Regions from separate parts of the Muntiacus reevesi genome. Here region 1 is linked to region 2. A link is a contact called in public Hi-C data. All regions are on one chromosome and are shown on one strand. Each heading gives the region's core, a stretch centred on a gene start, on an enhancer-like site or on the middle of the called end of the contact. The rest is flanking DNA. Distances are from core to core; before and after follow the strand shown. Region 1 holds the start of ADHFE1 (alcohol dehydrogenase iron containing 1). Region 2 holds the start of MYBL1 (MYB proto-oncogene like 1).

Region 1 (4,800 bases), core at 50-2,549, 160 kb after region 2:
CTGAACTCTGCAAAGTTATAGCCAGGCTCTCGTCTACACACCTTCTGGGATTGGCACAATTATCTTGATTTCCTTCCTGGTATCACTGATAAACTGGCCACATCTTAGCAAAGGTCAGCCTCTCCCCTGCACACTAAATCTCAGCTCTGCTCAGCTTCTCAAAACATCACTACCAACAGTTCTTCCTTTGCTCTCCTGCATCATCAACCCCCCGATCCCCAGCCACCCCCTCCCCCTCCCCCGCAACCCAGTTTGGGATTGACATGTACACGCTACTGTATTTAAAAAGGATAACCAACAAGGACCTAATGTATAGCAAGTACATAGAACTCTGCTCAATGCTATGTGGCAACCTGGATGGAAGGGGAGCTTGGGGGAGAATGTATACGTGTATATGTGTGGCTGAGTCCGTTTGCGGTTCACCTCGGTCTTCACATCCCTCCCTCTTTCCTGCACCCCTGTCCTCTGCGTCCTGCACAGGCCCGTTTCACCCCTGTGCACGTGCTCAGTGGCTAAGTCATGTCACCGTGACTCCATGGACTGGTCCCTGGGATTTTCCAAGCAAAAATACTGCAGCAGGTTGCCATTTCCTTCTCCAGGGGATCTTCCCCACCCAGGGATCAAACCTGCCTCTCTGGTGTCAGCATTGGCAGAGGTTTCTTTACCACTGTGCCACCTGGGAAGCCCCAAAATAAGGACACTGCATTGGCCAGGAATCAGAACCCAGACCTCCCACGTGGCAGGCAAGAATGCTACCACTGAACCAACGCCTAACTTCACTGCTATTCCCCTCAGGCAGTTCTCTGCTAACTTTAAACTGATCCAAAGCCTTTCGTCCTTGTACCCCCAGCACCTAGAATAGTTTCTGGTGCATTACCACACATACACACAGTATACATGTGCTGATTGGATACAGGCATTCGTCTTGGGCACTGTGCCAAGCTGTCCGCTGTCTGCCTCGACTGGGACCTGGAGCTCTCCTCTCGACCTTAGCTCCCTTAACGGTAGATCAGGCGAAGTATAAGCGGCTGCGTTTGGCTGCTTGGCTACTTAGCACACTGACAGCAGAGTCCAGGCCGCCGCGCTCTGCGGTACCGCGTCCCGGAAAGTGATCGGAGGAAAAACACGCGGGCCCGGGTGGGTCGCTCCCCAGGGGCTGCGTGGGCTCGGCCGCACCCTCGGGTCCCCTGGCTGCCCGCCCGTCCGGCCGGCCCGCACTCACGCTGCGCGTTGCAGAAGCCTCAGCAAGTGCACTACCCGGGCACGAGCGGCGGCCATGGCTGAGCCGAGTCCTCCTCCCGGCGACGCCCCCTCCGCCGCCGGCCAATCCCGGGCTCCGCTTCTCCTCCGCCCACCCCGCCGCGCAGCTCACCGGCTCCGCGCGGTCCCCCGCCCCAGCCACAGCGCTTGGGAACATTTTCCCACTAGTTGAAGCTACGGCTGCTCCAGCTGCAAAGTCTCATCGTCCACCTTTGAAATTGCCATACAGGTAACTGCTCCGGAGGGTTTTTGCCTGCTCTGATGTCTCTAGATAAAACGCTCTATTTCACAAGGCAAGGACATGGGGGACGGAGAAACAAGGGCAGCACCCCCCACCCCGTCCCAAATCCTTTAAATTGCTATTTTGCCTTCTTAAGTGTATTTTCAGAATAAACTAACACAACTGCATTTAAATTTGTTTTAACGGTAAATAAGAACCTTGCAAAAAATCCGTGTTTTTTTTTTTTTAACAAGACTAGTTTTGTTTGCAACTGCTAGATCAAGTCACAAAAGCCAGAAAAATTCCCAAACAAAACTCTAAAGAACAAAAAATCCCAGACAGTTGAGAAGAATTTAAAAAGTGTTAAATGCTCTATTAACGGTTTGGCTTTGGAAGAAGCTGTTCAGGATACCATTATGTTTTCTTTTTGTAATCAATGGTTAAAACTTGCCATGGTTACATGAGAAGGGAGAGCTTACAGCACCAAGTGCTCCAGGCCCCAGTGGAAACGATGATCAGTGATGGCACAGTTCAACTTTGTCAGAAGGTATGAGACAGTAAGTTGAAAATCTGTGTTTTTAGTAACCTATTATGAAATCGGAATTAATCTCGTCTTCATAGCAATTTCTAGAAGTAACTTATAAAAACTGGACAACAATGGAAAGATGAGACAAACTCTCAGTTTCCTATCAGGTGTCAGACCAAAAAGCAAGAGTAGGGTGGCTCACCAGAGCTATAATAGCAGAAAAGCCCCCCATTCTAGATCTGTATACTGTGAATCCTTTTCAGGAGGTATTTAGTTTTACAAAGATGAGTTACTTAAATCTGTTAGGGAAGGACACCCAGGATAACTGTGAATGTTTCACCTCCTAATTAGATCAGCTCAGGTCAATTTGACAAACCAGTCAAAAGATAGTAGTAATATTGCAAGTAAGGATTTTGTAGGTTTCTTTCTCTTTTCCCCAAACAGATCCCACCTGAAGCTTTAAAAAAAAATCTGCGATATAAATACTGATAAAGATTTAAGTATAAAATTAGGATTAGGACTTCCCTGGTGGTCCAGTGATCAGGATTCCACACTCCCAATACAGGGGGCCTGGGTTCGATCCCCAGTCTGGGAACTAGATCCCACATCCTGCAACTAAGACACAGCACAGCCAAATAAATAAACATTAAAAAAAAATTATGATTGAGGATTATTACCATTATTTAGTGAAGCCCATATTTATCATTTACAGCAAATTAATGTTTTCAGTGTTGAAAAGCATCAAATTTTGTTCGTGAAAGAGATATACTTTCAGTATTATATCTGACACCAAAAGCAGGATGAGTTTTTCTAATAAAGTGGCCTTGCTGAAATCATAATTTAGCTGCTACATTTTCTAGAAAGTAAATGAAAATAATCTGTACCAGGTATCCAGGTTATTGGCTTTACTTAAGATTTGTACCAATAGCCAAAAAGTTAGAAGCAACATTAGACACAGACACATTTTTAATATAAAACCTTTACAAGTCTTGAAAATGTAACCTTTTTGTTCCCACCTGCTTTGATAAATACACAAACTTGTCATCAAAATAATGCAGAAACCAGCTATTAAGTCTCTCCCTTAAACCCCATCCAAGGTTTAAAAAGAAAAAAAAGTCTGCTTAAAAGTAAAACTCATTCCTAGTTTTCACAGATTCTTTCCCTAAATCAGATATCCTTAAATACAACCTCTAATCTCCAGCCAGTTTTAGTTGTGAGAAATACATTAATTTGTCCAGTCCAACATTTACATATCATCTTCAGAGGAGGGCAGACCTGGCCCTTTAACTTCAAGCTCAATGAAGGCAGTGGCCAAATTTTGTGCATCTGGGTACTGTATCTAGAACTTAGCATTAAGTACAGTTCTTGATTTAGGAGAAGGTCCAAGCATGAAATTTACTTCCTCCTCTTTCCTCCTTGGTGTTGCCCCCCTTTTCTCTTGCCACTCATGCCGGGAGGCCCGGAACTCATCTTGCCTCCCAAACCCCCTTTCCTCTTCCCTCCTTGGCTGGGCGTGCTCCCTTTCCTCTTCCCCCCAGGACCCTGTCGGCCCCCCTTTCTCTTGCCCTTCTGACTCATTTTCCTCCGCTTAGCCGCCTCCTCCTGGTCCTCCTCTCTCATCTGCTTATTGGTGGCCCTCGTAATGTCCAACTGAGGCTTTTTGCTGTTCATCACTCGAAGCATCTCCAACTGGCTCTTTCTCTCGGCCGCAAAGTCCCCGAAAAGAGGCTGAAACTTCCTCTTCTTGCCGGAGCCCCTGGGCGCCTTCTCCTTGGGCAGGCGCTCCTGGAAGCGCCCCACAGAGGCAGTGGAGACCTTGGCCACCTGCATGGCGCGGCCCAGCTCCTCCTTACTCTGGTGTCCGGTAGGGTGCATGCCGGCCGCGCTGGGCAGCTGCATTTTGTGCGCGCGGGCCAGGTTACGCAGCCGGTTCAGCTCGTTCTTGGCCACCCGTTCCTTCTTAGCCTGAATCCGCTTGGCGAACTGGTCCTCCATGGGGTCGGCATTGCCCGGCACCTCGATCAGCCACTCCTTGGTGTCGTCGCGGGCGCGCTGGTAGCCCCAGCGGCGGCGCCACTGGCCGCTCACCTCGTCCCACACCAGATTGGTCTTCTTCTTGGGACGGATACCCTTGAGGCGCGCAAACTGCTGCCAGCGAGTAAGCGGCCGCGGCCGGGGCACCGGCTTCTCGCGCGGCAGACGAGTGCTGGGTTCCGGCAGCCGTGCCACCAGTGCCTCCTCCACGCGCTCGGTAGGCAGCTGCCACAGCTGGTTGATGAGCAGCTGCGTGTTGTCCCGCGCCAGGGCCTTCAGCTCGGCCTCCCGTGTGGGTCCCGCGTGCCGCAGCCCGGTCGGGGGGTTCCGGTCAGAGGCCAGCAAATTACCCAGGTCGAACTCCAGCTCCAATTCCTTGTGCACCGTGATGCGCTGTAGCTTCTCTGCCTCGTCCCGCTCCGCCTTTGCCAGCAGCTCCTCCACGCTCTGACCCTCCATAGCTCCGAATCGGCTCGCTGCCTCTGGGAGACGGTTCCAGTCACGTCTACTCCACAGGAGTTAAAACCGTGGCACCACAGACACGTGCGGCCTCCCGGACGCTCGGCCCGGAAGAGAAAGTTCCGCTTCCGGGGCACCCGGAAGGGGCTCATGGAGTGGGCTACCCGAGGAATGGCCGGCAGAGGGCGGTGTTGGAGAACAGATGAGATTAGAGGCGGCCCTTGGGGTGGAGCCGGAGGTAGGCGGAGCCGAGTCTGCGAATTCCGAGGCCTGATTGGGACCTTGGCTAGGATGAAGCTGC
Region 2 (4,363 bases), core at 338-2,837:
TATGAACCACTTGCCCACATTTTTTTTTTCACATTTTGTTTTTTTGTAAGTAATTTAAATGAATCTGCAATGTTATCTTTCTGAGGAATCATTTTCTCTATCTCTAAAATGAAAAGAATTCGCTTCGCTGTCAAAATCTAAAATAACTCTCTTCAAGCTCTAAAATAGTATTCTGTATAAAACCGACTACAGCCTAAAATATAGCAGAATCTCTGCCTCTTGTTAGGATGTAAATAAGCGGAGCAATGCATGGCCCAGGAGTAAAGAAAACATTGTTTTCAAAAGACATTACTTTCTAAATTAGGTTTTCTTTTTTAAGTGAACTAGCGACATAGTAAGGAATGATTTGAAAGAAAGGCTGTTTTACCTTACCAGAATCCATACCTTGAGAAAAAGGAACTATAAAAAGGCAGGTGTTTTAAGTTTTGAAAGTAGTGCATGCAAGCTCTTCTTAGTACACATTTGCACCTGCATCTCTGATTTGCAAAAACTGATGCGTAAAATTTCAAAATAGCAAAATATAAGTCTGTTACAATATTAACGTGGTTTCGTGCTCTATGCAGTAGAGCATGTTACCTTGCAAATTTGCATCCTTTACCATTTCTAATCGTTACTGTAGTTAATCTATTTCCATGCTGCTTGAACTGAGCATTTCGTAGGTATTAGTCTTGAAACCTCTAGAGTAGTAACTGCCAGAAGGTCCTGGAGTGCGGTTCCCCCCTTCCTCCCGTCTTTCTTGCGAGAGAAGGTCACCTTCTACCGTTGACTACTCATTTATCTGGGCGAAATTCCCAGTCTGCTTCTGCCTTTCTGCATTCTCCTTCTGGACCAGGGCTCCTTCACCGAGCGCAGCAGTTATTTCCCGAAGAGTCGGATAGGAGATTAAATACTTTGAAGGCCAGCTGTAGACCCGGATTATCTCCCTTTCCCGTTCCATGTGTCTAACTAAAAACTTTTTCACCTGTCACACTCCTGCTCCTTCCCGCTACAGAGTCGTCGCTAGATCAGTAGTTATGATGTCTGGGGAAAAAAAAAAAAAAGCTCGCATTTTTGCTTAAACAGTAACGGCCGCGCAAATTTTATGGTTAGGTTTGTCTCAAATCCAAAGACTGAGCCTCCCAACTAGTGAGGAGGGATGCCCCCGAGAACTGATGCGCTGTGGCCGAGAGAAGGCTGCGGTGGACGGGACAGCTCAAGCCCCAGAGACACCCTCCCTCCGTGCTCCGGGAGAAGCTTGGACTCTAGCCGCCGCTTCCGGACACGCCTCTCGGAGAGTCTGGAACTCACTTTCCCAGCAGGCCCCGCGCGGCCCTTGGCGCCCCGCCCCCTCGGGTGTGGCGCTCGGGGCGCTCCGGGTCCTGTCACAGCAAGACCTGTGAGCCGGGCCTGTGGCCACACCCCCTGGCTCCCAGCTCCTTCCCGGACTCCCGCGAGTTCCAGTCCCGGCTTCCAGCTCCCCAGCCCCGCCCTCAGTCGCGCGCGCTCTCCCCACCCCGCCCTCGTTCCCCCGCGTGCGGCCGCCACAGCCAATGAGGTTTGGGGCAGCGTGCGCAGATTCAAACGGCGGCTCTTGAGGGAGGCTGGGCGCGAGATTCGGCGGTGCGGACAAAACCCTGCAGGAGGCTAAGAGCCCTGCAGAGCTGCCCGCTGCGGGGAGAGGGCGGGGGTCGGCGCCCGCGGCAGAGCCGCGCAGGGACCGAGGCGAGGAGGCTAAGAGACGGCAGAAGGGGCCAGGAGAGAGAGGGAGCGCGCCTGCTGACATGTTGGGGGCACCCCTGACCGGGCCGGGCCGGGGCTAAGGAGCGGTGCTGCGGGCCGGGGGCGGGTCGCGGTCCGCCCCTGCCTCCCTCCGTCCTGCCCTGCCGGGGACCTGCGTTCCGCACTCGGTCGGCCTCGGAGCGGGAGCGAGGGAAGCGGCGGGGGAGGGTCGGGGAGAAGGAGCATTCGCCCGAGGCTGGAGGAGGCTGACCCGCGTCCCCGCCCAGCCCGCGCCTATGCGGTATTTGAAGGATGGCGAAGAGGTCGCGCAGGTGGGTGACATCCCTTTCGCCCAGGCCTTTGGGCACAGCCTCGGCCCAGATTCCCTTTCCATTCCCGCTGAGTTTTCCCCCCGCGCCTACCCGGGCCCTCCAAGGCCGGGGCAGAAGTTTTCCTTCCCGCTGCCCTACAGCCGCCTCGGCCCACTGGCCAGAGCGCAGCCGTGACGTGTGGAGAGTTGGGGACCAGGGCATTTCGGACTCTAAAAGTGAGTAATAGATGCCCTGGCGACTCCTTGGAGTCGATTCTCCCCACAGCGCACGTCCAGCCTCCCACTGTCCCACAGCCGCTTCTTGGGATTTGTTGGCAGGTAAGTCGGTGCGCTTTCAGGGAATACGCTCCGCACCGGAAGGTGGTGGTGTCCTGCCCGGGCCTGAAAATGCTGTTTCTAGGACCTCTCTCTCTGAATTCCTGAGCCAGTTACAAACAGGGGCTCTGTGATACACGTGGGTTGGGGACCCCTCTGCTACCCTGAAAGATGTGGAAGTCCTCTGAGGAATAGCTGAGGAGAGAGTACTTTTTTTGATGTTTACTGTGATTACCATACCCATGGTCACAGTTTCCTTCTACTGGGAAGATGTCACACTGTTAACACCAGTAGCTTGATCTTAAAGTAAAACAATGTTTGATTCGCTTAATATTTTGTGTGTGCCTTGAACTCTGACTGTACCTGAGGGCTGCATAGAGGTAGGGCATTTCTTTGGTGGTGGTGGTTTTTGGAAAACTTGCTAGGGTGTATTTATGCATTTCGGTTTTATTTAAAGGTCACTCTAGTAGCTACTCCTAAACTGAGTGTGTAGGAATCACTCATATGACAAAAAACACCAGGGTGTCTTTTAGTTGTCAGTGTTATTCAATAAATATGAAAAGTTGTTTGACAGAGTTTCCAAATGGTTTTATTTATCTGGATCCACAACTTCAAAGTCTCAATTAGAGGTGTATTTCCCAAGTTGAAATTTAGTAGTAACTTCATTCATTTCAGATGTCTGTTAAAAATTGTCAACAATCAGTCACACCATAGTATTTGTTGCGCTATTCATTTATTAAGCATCTACTATATGTAAGGTATTTTTGCAGAAATCAGCATAGAATGTAATTAAGTCCCTGTTAGATTAGTATTTTGTACCAACTACAGAATAGATCAAACTTTTGAAGTGGAACAAATACACACACACACACTTGAAGAGGATTTTCAACCTAGGTGCTGTTAATATTTGGGATCAGATAATTCTTTGTATTGGGAAGGCAGTGGTGGGGGCAGTGGGGATTGCTGTCCTGTGCTTTGTAGAATGTATAGCAGCATCCCTGGCCTCTGTCCCATGGATGCCAGTAACACCTCACTTCCCCAGGTGTGACAATCAGAAAAATGTCTTCATATATTACCACCAAATGTCTGTTGGGGGGTAGAATCACCCAGGTGAGAATTACTGCTCTAGAACATCAAGGACCTGACTTGTCCATCTTCAGAAAAGATAGATATTAAAAGCTCCTGTAACTATAATTACTGAGGTATTAATTTAGGCCTTTTCTTTTGAATTTTTAAACATCCTTCTTTAAGCAAGATGACAGATGAATATGTCAACTCGGTAACAGGAGTTTGTATCAGTGTGCAGCATTATCTACTTGTCCGTATTGATGTTAATCTTATTTGAAACAGTTTCTTGGCTAGTGCTGTCATCAACAGTTAGTTATGGTTAGACATGGATACTTGAATGTCAGAAACCTGCCTTCTTCAGTTAGTTTTTCGTCCATAATTTGTGTATGCTTCATAATAATAGGCTAAGAAGAAAGTGATTTCATGATTAATTTGCTAGTGTAAGTTATTTTGTTTTATTGACAATATTGTGAGCTTTGAGATCTAAATATTAATGGTACTATTGACTTTTATTCCTGTCAGCTGTATAAGTTAATTGAAATTATTATAGAATGATTGGAAGAGTCATAAGTCTGGAGTAATTAAATGTAGTGAAACTACACTCCCTATGTGAATATATGGGTAGATATGAGAAACTGTCATCTCTGAATGGTGTATTTCTTAGGGTCTTCATCCTTGAATGTGTTTTGTTCTCTAAATTCTATTTCTTGTATATGTAAATATGACTTATTTGCCCTAGAAAATAATAGAATATGAAATGTTTTGAAGGATAAATAATCTTTATTCAGCGAAGCCTAGTCTCATGCCTTTAACTAAGCATTTTACTAATAAATGTGAATCTAATTTATAGTTGAATGAGAAAAGACATGAGTCAGTCACTTTGAAGTCTCCACTAAACAATCATTGAACTGTTTGACTGAAAACTCTATACTTTGCTGTATAAAAGTTTTG

The links. A called contact is a pair of places that touch in the nucleus more often than the background predicts.
Region 1: a Hi-C map of muscle shows a contact between it and region 2, with 5 times the contacts expected there. The contact joins the promoter of ADHFE1 here to the promoter of MYBL1 in region 2. A contact is called at or near these places in 2 of 3 Hi-C or Micro-C datasets (blood and muscle).

The regions. Positions count from the first base shown.
Region 1 is chr12:48,206,934-48,211,733 of mMunRee1.1, forward strand. It overlaps ADHFE1 (alcohol dehydrogenase iron containing 1), which reads right to left and starts at 1,300. Exons shown (of 13, transcript XM_065902888.1): 1 at 1,223-1,300. The coding sequence starts at 1,278. RRS1 (ribosome biogenesis regulator 1 homolog) reads right to left here and starts at 4,596. Exons shown (of 1, transcript XM_065902863.1): 1 at 2,897-4,596. The coding sequence starts at 4,499. The coding sequence ends at 3,402.
Region 2 is chr12:48,049,661-48,054,023 of mMunRee1.1, forward strand. MYBL1 (MYB proto-oncogene like 1) reads left to right here and starts at 1,588. Exons shown (of 16, transcript XM_065903138.1): 1 at 1,588-2,030. The coding sequence starts at 2,011.